4 separate regions of the Sus scrofa genome follow, and all the other regions are linked to region 4. Evidence: chromatin contacts called from public Hi-C and HiChIP or PLAC-seq data. All regions are on one chromosome and are shown on one strand. The core of a region is the stretch at or near the end of the contact, and the rest is flanking DNA. Distances in the headings are between cores, read along the strand shown. Region 1 holds the start of TBC1D31 (TBC1 domain family member 31). Region 2 holds the start of FBXO32 (F-box protein 32). Region 3 holds the start of DERL1 (derlin 1). Region 4 holds the start of ZHX1 (zinc fingers and homeoboxes protein 1).

Region 1 (3,453 bases), core at 145-2,644, 190 kb before region 4:
GCCAAGAAGGGCCGCTCCCGGCATATGGAAGCTCCCAGGCTAGGGGTCGAATCGGAGCTGTAGCTGCTAGCCTATGCCAGAGCCACAGCAATGTGGGATCAAGCTGTGTCTGCAACCTACACCACAGCTCACGGCAACGCTGGATCCTTAACCCACTGAGCAAGGCCAGGGATCGAACCCAAAACCTCATCGTTCCTAGTCGGATTCGTTAATCACTGAGCCACGACGGGAACTCCAATATTTTAAAAAAGCATTATATATGCATTTAAAATCTCACTTTTACCCTGCAGTGACAGGTGTTCTTAGAAAAGCAGTGAGGCGTTCCCGTTGTGGCTCAGCAGTTAATGAACCTGACTAGTATCCATGAGGATGTGGGTTCGATCCTTGGCCTCTCTTAGTAGGTTAAGGATCTAGCGCTGCCATGATTGGTGGTGTAGGTCGCAGTAGTGGCTCAGATCCCAAGTTGCTGTGGCTGTGGTGTAGGCCATTGGCTACAGCTCCAATTCAATCCCTAGCCTGGGAACTTCCATATGCCAAGAGTGCGGCCCCAAAAAGACAAAAATAAACAAACAAGCAAAAACAAAGTGAGATTCAAATAGAGATTAAAGGAAAGAAAGTGATGTGAAAATGGAGGCAAAGATACTTCACCAGAGCCTCTGGAGGGCGTGGCCAACCAACACCTTGATTCAGACTCTGAGCTCCAGAACTGCAAATGAATAAATTTCTGTCGTCTTATGCACCAAGTTTGTCAGGAAGCCAATACATTACCTCATAGAGCAGTAAAAATGGCGATGGTAATGCTACTAGAGTTGTAGGTTTGCTTTGAGGATTAAATGAATTAAAATTCTAAGGAACTTAGAAGTGTGTTTGATACCTAGTAAGCACTGTTAAAGTTCTAAGTGAATTTTTTTAAAAAAAGAATTTCTCTGGCGTCAATGCAAGTTGTTGAAGACATCGCTTTACTGGTGTATAACTGGGGTATTGGACGCCATAATACAAGAATCTCTTGTTAGACTATGGAATTGAAACAACATTCACAGCAATGGTGAAAAGACCAAGGGTGGGCTCCACAAAGGTTCTTTTCGAACCCAAGTGTTCTCTAAAAGAAACCCTTCAATTCTAAATGCATTTGGATCCTGGCTTCTATTAGTTTTCTGTACAATCCCTTAATCCCTAAACACAATGTGAAACGCAATCAGAGACCACTGGGGAAAATCACTTTATCGCCTCCTTTGGGAGCCTAAAACCCTGCGAGGCCCCCAGAGAACAGAATTCCCTAGCCAGTTCCTCGCTCTCGCCTTGCACCTGCAGAAAACTACGATTCCCAGAAGGCTTTGGACCGCGAAAGGGGGCGGAATCTAAGAGAGAGTTGGTCGTTGGCCGATCCCATGGTCTAGCGCGGGAAGGGTCGCCTGGGCGGAGTTTGGGAGGAAGCCGCCTCCCGATTAGTTGTAAATGGAAAGACGGCGTCCTGCCCGTAGTTGGTACGGTCCGCGGCGGACCGGGGCGGTAGCCGCCGGCGCTCAAGTTTCCCGGGCCGGAGCGTAGGGCCTGCCGGGAAAGCGCCGGAACCGTTGTTCGCCAGGCCGGCTGCAGCAGCGCGTGGGCTGCGACATGCAGAGCACAGACCTGGGCAACAAGGAGAGCGGCAAAATATGGCACCGGAAGCCATCCCCGGCCACACGGGACGGGTAAAGGCCGCGGCAGGAGGCGCGCTATGGATGGGGATGGAGGCCGGCGACGGGCGAGTCCACGGCTTTGGAGAGGCGTTTGAGGGGCTAGTGGGAAGGGTCTCCGGACGGGGTGCGTAGGGCTAGGTGGAAATTCGGGTTCTGGCTCTGATCCTGCGCGGAATCCCCGGGGAATGCAGGTAGCCTTAGTCTTGGTTTGCTCCGACCACTTGGTCCTTAAAGACCTCCTTCCCAGTCCTAGGGGCGGGGGTCTGTTTGGGATCCGCGTGGAGTAATAGGTCCTGATTTATGTCAGGGAATTTGTGCTTCTGATGCGTGCCAGGACTGCCTGCCTTAATTATCACAGTATCCCTGTGGTATTCCTGGCACGCAGTAGATACTCAGTAAATATTTGTTAAGTATTCCAGCTGGGAAAGAACTCAGGAGGAACGGATGCGGGGAGAGGAGGAGACGAGTGCACTTCTCCCCCTTCCAAATGCCGTCTATCCATCCTCGAATCATGGTCTGTATTCAGGCGAGCATTCATTCATCGACGGCTTGATGAGGACCCACTGTGTGCCGAGCTAAGTGCTGGGGGACAGCTGGAGAGCAAAAAACTGCTGGTTCTCTTGGAGTTTACGTATTAACGTGTGTGGTGGTGATGGTGGCGGGAAGGGGGAGCAGTTGTATTTACAACGTAGGGCGACCTTCAAGTAAGACTAGCACTGCTGCTGTTCCATTTTATTTTTTTAATAGACTTTATTTCTTTAGGATAGTTTTAGGTTCACAGAAAAATTGAGAGGAAGGTATGGAGATTTCCCATGTACCCCCTTGCCCCCACACCTGCCTAGCCTCCCCATTATGGATATCCCCCACCAGACCTGCAGTTGTTGCGATTAATGAGCCTACACTGACCCATCTTTATCACCCAGAGTTCACATTTCACATTAGGATTCCCTCTAGGTATTCTACATTCTGTAGATCCGGACAGACATATAATGACATTATCCACCTTTATGATCTCATACAAAGTATTTACATTGTCCTAAAAATTGTCTGTGCTCTGCGTATTCACCCCTTCCTCCCCAGCGCTTCATTCTGTCCTGTTTGAGGCTCCTGTGTGACTTGAAGGCAGGCTTTGTCCCAAAGTGGTACCATCTTGGTTCCAGTTGTTTCACGGAGACTAACCTTCTCGCTTCGAATTCCTTAGGATTTCATGGCCCTCGCTGCATCACTTGAGTTTATGTTTCTGTGTATTTCTTGTTCTAGTAATTATTCTGTTGATCCTTTGGTTGCTTCTCAACCAATGAGTAGACTTTTGAGTGCCAACTACCCATGCCCAAAGCACTGTGCTACATGTTGTACTGTCGGCTTGTTTGGTTCCTGGTTGCTAGCAGTCCCCTAACAACGCTGCTGACGCATCACCTCCACTGTGCTGAATAAACATTTTATCTAGAATAGGGATTTTTCTTTTTCCTTTTTTTTTTTTCTTTTTTATAGCCACACCTGCGCCATATGGAAGTTCCTAGGCTAGGGGTCCAATCAGAGCTGAAGCTGTAGCCTACACCCACAGCAACGCTGGATCCGAGGTGCAGCTGCAGTTTTACACTGCAGCTTGAGACAATGCCACATCCTTAACCCACTGAGTGAGGCCAGGGATTGAACCTGAATCCTCATGGACGCTAACCCAGGTTCTTAACCCCGCTGAGCCACAACCAGAACTCCTAGAATAGGAATTTTTCAGTAGAGATTTTCATTTCCAAATTTGGAGTTTATGTAAATG
Region 2 (3,096 bases), core at 229-2,728, 200 kb after region 4:
AAAGTGCCTTTACCATAAAGGTCAATGTGCTCTTGTCCCTCCTGGCAGACCCCCAAGATTAAATACTTTCCCCCCCCCTTTGGAAGACAAAAGGTGATGCTTTATGAATCATAAATAGGTGATAGACTCTGAAGGTCAGTACATGGAAATAGTGATATTTTCCTTGATAGTTTTGGTAAAATTGAGTGCCAAGGGCTCAGCCAAACAACCACTGGTCATTCTCAGTGGGAAGCTGGCCCACTTAGGGAACTCTCTCCATTGAAGTCAATTTAAGGGCTGAGGGTGGGGAGCAGTGGTTTTAACCAAAAGCCCTAGGAAAAGGCACCCAAGGCCACTGATCCCCTCTAGACCCATTTCCATTGCCCTCCTCATGGGAATCAAATGGCAGCTACTGGGAAGCGCAGCTTGGAGGCCTGGACTGACAGATTCCAGAGCACCCAACTCATTAATCAGGGCTTCTGTGTTATTAACCAAGCAGAGCATCAGGCTCCGGGGACTTTGGATTTTCCACCCGACTGACAGAGGGCAGGTGGGACTTGAGTCCAGAGGCTCACCTGCTCCAGGTGGGCTTTCTGCAGGTGATAAGCATACCTTGAAATGGGGGTGCCCTCACTATATAAAGAAAACTGACAAAAAGGGCCACTGAGGAAACAGGTGCAAAGACTTCGTCCTCTCAGAAGCAGAGAGCTCGTGTGGGTTTCATACCCCGCCTCCCTTTCCTCCTCCGCAGCTCTGCCTCCTCGAGTCTTTACCATCGCTCCGAAAGTCCGCCCGCAAAGCGCTGGTGCCCCAGGGACCATCTGGCCGCCCCTTCCTGGTTACTCATCCTCTCTGCCCACTCTGTGGTCGCCTTTGCGTGGGAAGAGCCTGGAGGTGCTCTGGGCGGGCCCCGTGTCCAATCCCGTCTCCAGACTTGTGCTGGGAGTCCCGCGCCACCCCAGGGTGAAGGGCACGCAGCCCGCTCACCGCCGGCGCCCACACACGCAAAGCGAACGACAACGGGTCTTTTAAGGCAGGGGACCCCTGAAGTTGTGAGCGTTTGTGGAGAAGAGCCTCATTTATCGTCACACTCTCAGAGGGACCTGGGGTTCTGGAAGGAGTCATGCCCACTTTGGGACGCTGACCTTGAACAATAATAAGAAACCAAATACCCTGAATCCCGTGCTCTGGTGACCTCTACAGAAACCCAGGCAATTCACTCTCATCCTTCTAGTCAGGGGCTCCCTTCTCACCCTGTTCCAGCTCTGCCTGCGTCCCATTCACCGACCCACTCCCGGAGACCAGCCCGAGTGTTTGCGTAGCTGAAGTTGGTGGCGATCCCCTCACCTGCTGAGGTCGCTCACGAAGCTGCCACTCTTCTCATCCAGGAAGCGCTTCCAGCCATCGGCTGTCTTCACCCAGCTCTGCCCGGGGGACCGCCAGTCCTGCCCGAGGAATGGCATGGCACTGCAAACGGACGCGACGGACTGATGGACAGGACCGGCCGGGCGGCCTCGGGGACGCGCCGCCCTGGGCGGATGCTCGGACGGGGGTGCTGGGGCCGGTGAGGGAGCGGCTTCAGGGAACCTGTGTGGAGGGCTGCGGGATCTGGGGTGCGGAGCGGGGTCCCTGCGCTCGCGAAGGGTGCTGTGGAGGGTCGCCGGGCGCGCGGGGCTCGCTGGAGTGCTGCGCTGAGGTCCCGGCCGCTGTATTTATCCCGGGCCGCTGGCCCCGGCTCTTTGTTGCCGGAAGAGCCGCCTGCTCTTAGCCCGGCCCCCCCAGCCTGGAGGCCACGTGGCTTTGTTTATGGGCTCGGCTTGTTTTCCGAGGCGCCCGCGGCTCTTGCTCCTCTGGCTGTTGCACAACCGCTCGCTGGTGGAAACTTGAAGCCGCGCTGCGGATCGGGGCGCCCACTGCCCCTCCACCCCTGGCCCCTCGCGCTCCTTCTCCCCCCCGCCAGGGCAGCTGCTGCAGCTGGGAGAGCGAGGCCGGGCGCTCGGGAAACTGCACACCGTCCTTCTGCAGCTCTTGGCCTGGCGAGGTGCAGGGAGGAGGAGGCTCGACTGGCTTGTGGATCGCTTCGGCGCGGGGGTGGGGAAAAGGGACCGCTCTCCTCCCAACCCTGAGCTGTCACAATCGAGCCCTGGGTCCAGACAAGCCCCGCCAAAGCGGGGGCCTGACACGGCCCCCCGGAGCCCGGAGCCCGGCAGGGGGTCGGGGGCGCAGCCTCCTGGCCTCTCTCACTACCTAGAACCCGCTCTCCGGTGGAGGAGGGGACACCGCCAGGCGGGGGTGGGGCGGCGGGACAGTCGTCCACCTCACCCTGCCCCAGAACTGTTACAGAGTCTGCTGTCAGGCAGGCCTGTCTCCCGGGTGGCGAAGGAAGAAGATGGAAGCTCGGTGGCAGCTGGTCCCAGCGGTGGAAGTGGAGAGCAGGGACAGTCCCCCACCCCACTCTGGACACCCTAAGCCAGCAGCACTGGCATCTGCGGGGCCTGAGTAGGCACCATAACGTCAGGGAGCAGGTTAGGGGTGTGTCAGCCCCGCTGACTGCCCGGTTATCTGCCTAGGGCTTAGGGGACTGGACTTCTGTTACAAAGAACCGCTCTACCCTTTTCTGTTCTGCGTCCTCTGGGCTCTTAAGCCCTTCTCCGGAAATAGGTCAGGAGTTTTGTTTTGGTTTTGGTGACCGTTTAGGGAGAAGGGCCTAGAAAGCCCCTCTGCCTGACTGATGGGGACTAAACGAAACACTGTAAAAGCCCACAGTGAGGAGGCGATGCCCCAGGGTCTGAAGCCCTCATAGACCTCAGCTTATTAACCTAAGCCTCAGGAGGACCAGTGTGGCAGCTGTCCCATGTTCCAGATGAGGGCACTGAGAGTCCCTGAGAAGGATTAAGCCAGTGACTTACCTAGAGTCACAGGGCTAGTTTCTTCACCACCCGTAGTACAATCTGAAATTACCCTGTTTGCTTTTTGGTAACAATCTACCCGTCTCTGCAGAAGGTAAACTCCATGAGCTGGACCACTTGTTGCAGTGGCATCCCAGCTCCAGCACCCTGCGGGCCTAGAGAAGGCCTGCAGTAATTGCTTATCCCATGAGCAGGTGAACACACAGGG
Region 3 (3,018 bases), core at 52-2,551, 210 kb before region 4:
GACAAAGAGGTGTATTTGTATTTGAGAATCTTCAGTTTATAGAAATTATTTAAAGCCATTAAGCTAAATGAGATCACCTACAGCTAGGGAGACTCTGAAGAGTCCTGGGGCACATCACAACATTTAAAGGTCAGGAAGGTAAGGAACCAGCAAGGGAGACTAAGAAATGGCCAGTGACGACTGCAAAGACAAAAGAGTGTTAAACAAAGTCCAAAGGATGTGTTGAAATTAATTTCTGATCTTGGTATCTGACCTGCCTCCAGGTCAGGTCTGATGAAAGATTTAAATCACAGAATCCAGTGAATAAAGATAACCTCCAGAAAACTAATATTCTCTTGTCAGGAATGTTACTCTGGGCTGTTTCCTTCATGCTTAAGAAAAAACCAAGACAAAAACAAACAGGGCCTTCCATTTCTGGAGCAATTTACTCTTTACTCAGTCCTTTATAAATTCAACTACTACCTGCCAGAGCCAAGGAGACACACAAATAAACAAACTCACTCTTCGCACCTCTGTCTTCAAATCACTCCTGCCAGGGAAGAAACGCCATCAACATACAAAAGACTCAGCTGGCTGTTGGGCAAGCCGTGGTCCACATGCCATCCACGTGGGTGGCAGAGGGAGCTCAGAGGGCCATACTCCAGGTGGCCCCAGGCTGCTAATCACTGGCCTCCGACAGACTGACAAGTATTAGACTTACCTTCCCCACTGCCGCCTTCTCTGGGTACAGAGGGCGGGGAGCACAGACTTAACAGCATGGCGAAATCGGTCCCCTTCCATTGGGCCAAACCGAGGACTCTCCACGCCTCCAGCTATCCAGGCCCAGGCTCAGACTCCTTTGCCTCCACCTTATCCCTGGGCCACAGGACCCCGCCCTAAACCCCTGGAGCCGCCGCACTACAAATCCCACCAGACACCGCGCGTCCGCAACCGGCGGGTCTACGCTCCGCCGCTGCGGGGCCACCTGGGGCCTGTAGTTTCCACTTCCCCCATCGCCGGTCAATACCTGGAAGCGATAAAGGAAGGCTTCAGGCCAGAGGAAGAAATAGGCCGGGCTGATGAGACCGAGTTTGCCGACTAAGGGCACTGCAACGGTGGCGGCGAACCAATAGCGCGTGATAGCCGGGATACTCCTGAACCAGTCCCCGATGTCCGACATCTTCGCCTCGTCGTGGCCGGGATGTGCACAGCCGTCCGACTCCCGGTCCCGGCCCCCTCCGACGCGGCCTCCTGGGTGAGTGGAAGGTGTCGAGGCGGAGCCGCCCCAGCCCCGGTGCAGAAGGCGGAGACCCGCGGACGTGGCGCCACCGAATTCGGACGAGCGAGGGAGCGTTCGGCGGCGAACTTCCCCTTCCGGAGGCCGCAGACGACGTTAACCAGAAGTCCCGCCGCTTAAAGAGCTAGCAGGTTTTTACCACTGGAAGGAAGTTCGGAGCTTGGGGGCGGGGCCAGGCGGGGCGACAACACGACTGGTGGAAAACAGTGGTTGCCGGGAGCAACGACAAATACTCCAGCCAATGGCGAGGCTGAATGCCTTCTACCGGGTTCCTGCCTGATTTATAATCCAGGTGGGTACATTTTGTAGGGTAGTCAAAGGGAAAGGAGGAGGCAAAGTACAATGTAGTTCCTCTTTGTTCATTCGTTACGCAAATGTTTATTGAGAGCTTACCAAGTGCGACATAGGGTTCTAGACACCAGAGGTGCTGCAACTAGCAGAGTCGTTGTGGTACCTTCTCTCCTGGAGCTTACATACTAACAAAAATAACAGTGAATGAACAAATAATTGAACAATTTAAAGAGATAAGGAGAAAAAGGCAAATAAATTAGGAAGATGGGGATAGAGTGACTGCGTGGGAGTGGGGAAGTGTGGGGAGAGAAATCTGCTTTAGATGGGATTGGTCAGAGAGAACTCGGAGAAAGTGACCTTTGAGCACGCACACCCCAGCCCCCTGCAAAGATATGGGGAGTTTTCCATTCAGAGGAAACAGCCGCTCTGTGCACCAAAAAAAAAAAAAAAAAAAAAAAAAAAATGTTGACGGCCATTTCAGTAAACAAAGAATGCTGCCTTCCATTCCAGTAAAGTGAATGTTGCCTGCCGTCAAGTCATCAGCCACTGCAGCCACCATTCCAGTAAAGTGAATGTTGCCTGCCGTCAAGTCATCAGCCACTGCAGCCACCCGGATGGTGCACCCTAGAGGGATTCAGGAAGGAGAAAAAGAGGATACTGGCCCAGTTAAGATGCATATCTAAGTAATAATTTCAATGAGCCAGAATCTTGCATCTTCCCTTACACAAAAAAGCGCTAAAATCATTTAGATGTCTGATTTTTGTGATTAGCTGTAATATTTTGACACGTGACTACATGGTTTGTTTGTATTCAGCCAAAAATCCTATATATTCTGACTCCTCCCTTACCTCTTCAGAGCAGGTCCTCTGAGCTACCCGAGAGGCTGGGTCTGGGGCTATAGTCCTCAGTAAATTCCTTGAATAAAACTTAACTTGCGACTTAGATTGTGTGTTTTTCTTCAGTCAGCAATTCCAACTGGCTTGGAATTTTGGAGGAACTGAAAGCAGAAATGATCATGACTATTAATCTGGTTTATTGGGTAGGACTTAAGTTACAGATAGATGAAAATCCACCTTGTTTTTACCTTCTTTTTTAATATATTATTTTCCATTATGATCTATCCCAAGAGATTGCCTATATTTCCCTGTGCTATACAGTAGGACCTCATTGCTTATCCATTCTAAATGTAATAGTTTGCATCTACTAACCCCAAACTCCTAGATCTTCCCACCCCCTCCCTTCTCCTTCTTGGCAACTGCAAGTCTCTTCTCTATGTCTGTGAGTCTGTTGCTGTTTTGTAGATAGGTTCACTTGTGCCCTATATTAGATCCTACATATAAGTGATATTGTATGGTATTTGCCTTTCTCTTTCTGACTTACTTCATTTAGTATGATAACCTCTAGGTCCATCCACATTGCTGCAAATGGCATTATTCCATTCTTTTTTATGG
Region 4 (3,350 bases), core at 335-2,834:
CCGCTCTTCCCAGTCTCTTCCCCCATCCCTCCTCTATCCATCCCCTTTCCCGCTTCCTAATTCTTCTACCCCAGGGCCAGGGAGCTTGATCCTAAACTAAGGATATCAAAGGGAACCTTTTTTTTCTCCCGGGTTTTGCATTTTCTTTGCTGTTACCCACGGAGGGGAGAGCTGGGATGTCGAATTGAAACAAAGAATTTCAAGTCCCTTTCCCTAGAACTTTGGAGTAAACACACACACGGAAAGGGCATCAGCCAGGGCTCTTCTTTCCTACCATGAGACCCCCTTCCTCTCACAGCTCCCTCCTAGCCCTTCACTCCTCGGAAAGATCTGGAAACCGTTCCCTTTAGGCCCTAAGGCTTGGAGCGGTCCCCAGTCAGCCTCCTCATCTTCCTCCTTAAAGGGACAGATAATATTTACATTTTCTTGAATCAACTTCTCCCAAAGTTCCAGGGCTTCTTCAAAACCTTATATAGTTCTTAAGGTCTCAACTCTGAGACTCGCCCCGAAATGGGTGCCCAGCCTCTCCTGAAGTGGAGGTACAGCCTTTCCCAGACGGGTTTCTCCGAGCTCCAACCGCAATGCCAGTGCGCTCAGCTCCAGCAAGAGATGACTCCCCAGACTCTCAGGGAGACCGAGTCCCCACGAGGCCACACGCCCCCGCAGGGCAGGGCCCGGCTCCCGATCTCCTCCCCAGGGACCCTCGACATTGCTGGTGCGCTCCGTCCCTGCGGCCCCCGCCCCCCCCCTTCTAAGGGAGACCCGGTCCTCACTCCCTTCAATAATCTCAAGTTGCTCGGTCCTCTCGTAGCCGCGGGGGAGGAGAGGGGTGCTGAGATTTCCCCGTACAAGCCCACCCTCAGCCCCTTCCGCGGCCGCAGAGACCCGAGAACGCAAAAGAGGCTCAGGGTCTGTCCCCCGTCGGCGATCCGGCCCAGGCAGGCCAGGTCCCTCCCCCTCGGAAGCCCCGAGCCGGTCAGCCTGGCCACTCGCGGCGCGGAGCGCGCTCAGCCCCCCGGGGTCTCTGCCCTCGGGCCGCCCTCGTCCAACCAGCCCGCGCGCCGCGCGCCTTCCCGGCCCGCCGCACTGGCCGCGGGCTCTGCGCCGCGGGTTCCTACCCGCAGCCCCGGATGCCCGGGGCCGCTCGTCGCGAAGCCCGCTCGCACCGCTACCTGCAGGGGCCGCCGCGCCTCTCAGCGCCCCGCCGCCGCCATCTTGCATTTCAAACCGGCTGCACTTTTCAAGGAGTCAACTCTGACCTGTGAACCCTACACCCGGAACCGCTCGGCGGTCCGGCTCACGGCTTCAGCAGATCCGCAGACTCGGTGGAACGTAAAGTCTGGGGTGGGGGTGCTAGGCCAGGCGCGCGCCCCAGCGGCCGACCCGGGGCGAGAGCGGGGGAGGGGAAGAGCCGGCCGAGGCGGGGCCCTCCCGCGCGCGCGCGCCCTCCGCGCGCCCCCACCCCGCTCTGCGCCACGCTTTCCACTCGCAGACCCTGCTTCTCCCCTGGGGTTCGACCCTGGCCTCCACCCCCGGATTGGCGCAGGGCGAGAGGTAGGGGGCCGCCCCGCCCCTCTGTCAACAGAAGCCCCGCCTTTTCCAAGTCTCGAAGCGGCCACGCCCCTTGCTGGTGTTAGCTCCGCCCGCTATCGGTAGAAGCCTTTTCTTCACTCAGGTCAATCCAGAAGGCAGCCCCGCCTTCTGTCAGTTGTGGCCCCGCCCCCGGGCGCTCCTTCTTCCTAAAGTCACCGCTGGATCCTGAGAAACGCCCCTTGTCATAAGTCCCATTTGGTGGCAGTACTGTCCAAGCCCGCCCCTTTCGTCGGGAGCCCCTCCTACTGTCAATAGAAGTCGGGTCTTTCTGAAACCCTTCGGGATTCTAGCCCGAAGCTCCACCCCCTGTCAGCTGCTGCCCTGCCACCTCTTGCCTCCAACTCCAACATCAAAAGCCGTCCCTCCACCCGCTGATACCAAAAGTTCGATCCAACCTCACTTTGAACCGCGGGGCAAGACGGAGCCACCCTTTGCTCCCCGAAAGCCCTCCCTCTCCCCCTCACGAGTCACTCTTGTGGGGGGCTTTCTTTTCAAGCCGTGGTCGTCAAATACTGAACAGCTTCAATGCGAACCAGCCCTGCAAAGGAGGCCGGCTAAGGACCCAGGCTTTGGGAAAAACTACCCTCCCCATTTCTCTTCGTCCCTTCTCCCCTCCCCACATCATTTTTTACAAGGAAAAAAGTACAGACCAAAGCAAAGGGAAACAAATCACCTTCCAGGCTACTCTTCACAGAATCTCCGGCCAGGACCTGTGGGAACTTTCCGGCGCCTTGATGTTCGTTCCCCGCCCCCACCCCGGGCATGGACCCTCTGCGCTTTAACAGCAGCGCTCCACTGAGCCACATTAATCCTAAAACATGCAGTTGCTTAAAGTGAAAGCCTGATGGTTGAAATCAGTGCACATCGGCTTCTTTTATTTGTTTGTTTTATCTTAGAATACTAGAACTTGTGGAAGCAGAAGCAAGCAAAGCTTAATCTTGCAAACATAGGTGCTCAGTCCTGCCATGCTCAACACTCTGTGTATACAACAAAACTTTAACACCACTTTAACTCTCCTGGAATTAAATTCATTGATAATGTAAACTATCTACAAGAAACTACTGTAATGTTCTGATAACATAAAGGTGAAATAAGTGAAAGTAACTTATTCTAAAATATTAAACTAATATCAAAAATACTAATAAAATACATTTTCCACTATGGAAAAACTCTGGCACCAATATAATTACAGTCCAAAACAGCCCCAACAAAATTTCAGCACGCCCCCTAGGGGGCAGTACTGTGCCCACTGAAAACTGCCTAAGATTTATCTCTGAGGAAAGGAAAAGCTTCTGATACAGAAATTCACTTTTTTTGTTCATGCCTTTAACGACTAGGTTTTTGAGCATAAGTGAATTCCAGGTACTGTGGAAGATTCAAAGCTGAGTCAGGCAATATTTCTGTCTTCAAGGAGATTACAGTCTAGTAACCAAGCAAAAAAACATGAGCATGAAAACATCAAGCCGGGGAGTTTCCACTGTGGCTCAAAGGATTACCAACCCGGCTAGTATCCATGAGGATGTGGGGTCGATCCTGGCCTCGTCTCAGTGAGTTAAGGATTCAACGTTGCTATGAGCTGTGGTGTAGGTCGCAGATGCATTCCTATCCCAAGTTGTTGTGGCTGTGGGTAGACCAGCAGCTGTAGCTCTAATGGGACCCCTAGCCTGGGAATTTCATATGCAGCAGGTGCGGCCCTTAAAAAATAAAAATCAAGCAAGGTGAGCAGTCAGAAAGATCAAGGATAGCTAGAGACCCTT

The links. Hi-C and Micro-C count contacts between places; a contact is called where the count stands out from the background. HiChIP or PLAC-seq counts read pairs in DNA pulled down with a chosen protein or histone mark.
Region 1: a contact with region 4 is called in a Hi-C map of skeletal muscle, with 11 times the contacts expected there. The contact joins the promoter of TBC1D31 here to the promoter of ZHX1 in region 4. A contact is called at or near these places in 4 of 47 Hi-C or Micro-C datasets (heart right ventricle, liver and skeletal muscle).
Region 2: a Hi-C map of skeletal muscle shows a contact between it and region 4, with 4 times the contacts expected there. The contact joins the promoter of FBXO32 here to the promoter of ZHX1 in region 4. A contact is called at or near these places in 2 of 47 Hi-C or Micro-C datasets (liver and skeletal muscle) and 1 of 2 datasets of contacts at active chromatin or transcription factors (alveolar macrophages).
Region 3: a contact with region 4 is called in an H3K27ac HiChIP or PLAC-seq map of skeletal muscle. The contact joins the promoter of DERL1 here to the promoter of ZHX1 in region 4. A contact is called at or near these places in 2 of 2 datasets of contacts at active chromatin or transcription factors (alveolar macrophages and skeletal muscle).

Annotation. Positions count from the first base shown.
Region 1 is chr4:16,285,750-16,289,202 of Sscrofa11.1, reverse strand. TBC1D31 (TBC1 domain family member 31) reads left to right here and starts at 1,394. Exons shown (of 20, transcript XM_021088972.1): 1 at 1,394-1,691.
Region 2 is chr4:15,894,257-15,897,352 of Sscrofa11.1, reverse strand. FBXO32 (F-box protein 32) reads right to left here and starts at 1,478. Exons shown (of 9, transcript NM_001044588.1): 1 at 1,327-1,478. The coding sequence starts at 1,442.
Region 3 is chr4:16,308,690-16,311,707 of Sscrofa11.1, reverse strand. It overlaps DERL1 (derlin 1), which reads right to left and starts at 1,301. Exons shown (of 8, transcript NM_001244479.1): 1 at 1,007-1,301. The coding sequence starts at 1,159.
Region 4 is chr4:16,099,014-16,102,363 of Sscrofa11.1, reverse strand. It overlaps ZHX1 (zinc fingers and homeoboxes protein 1), which reads right to left and starts at 1,584. Exons shown (of 4, transcript XM_013996503.2): 1 at 1,173-1,584.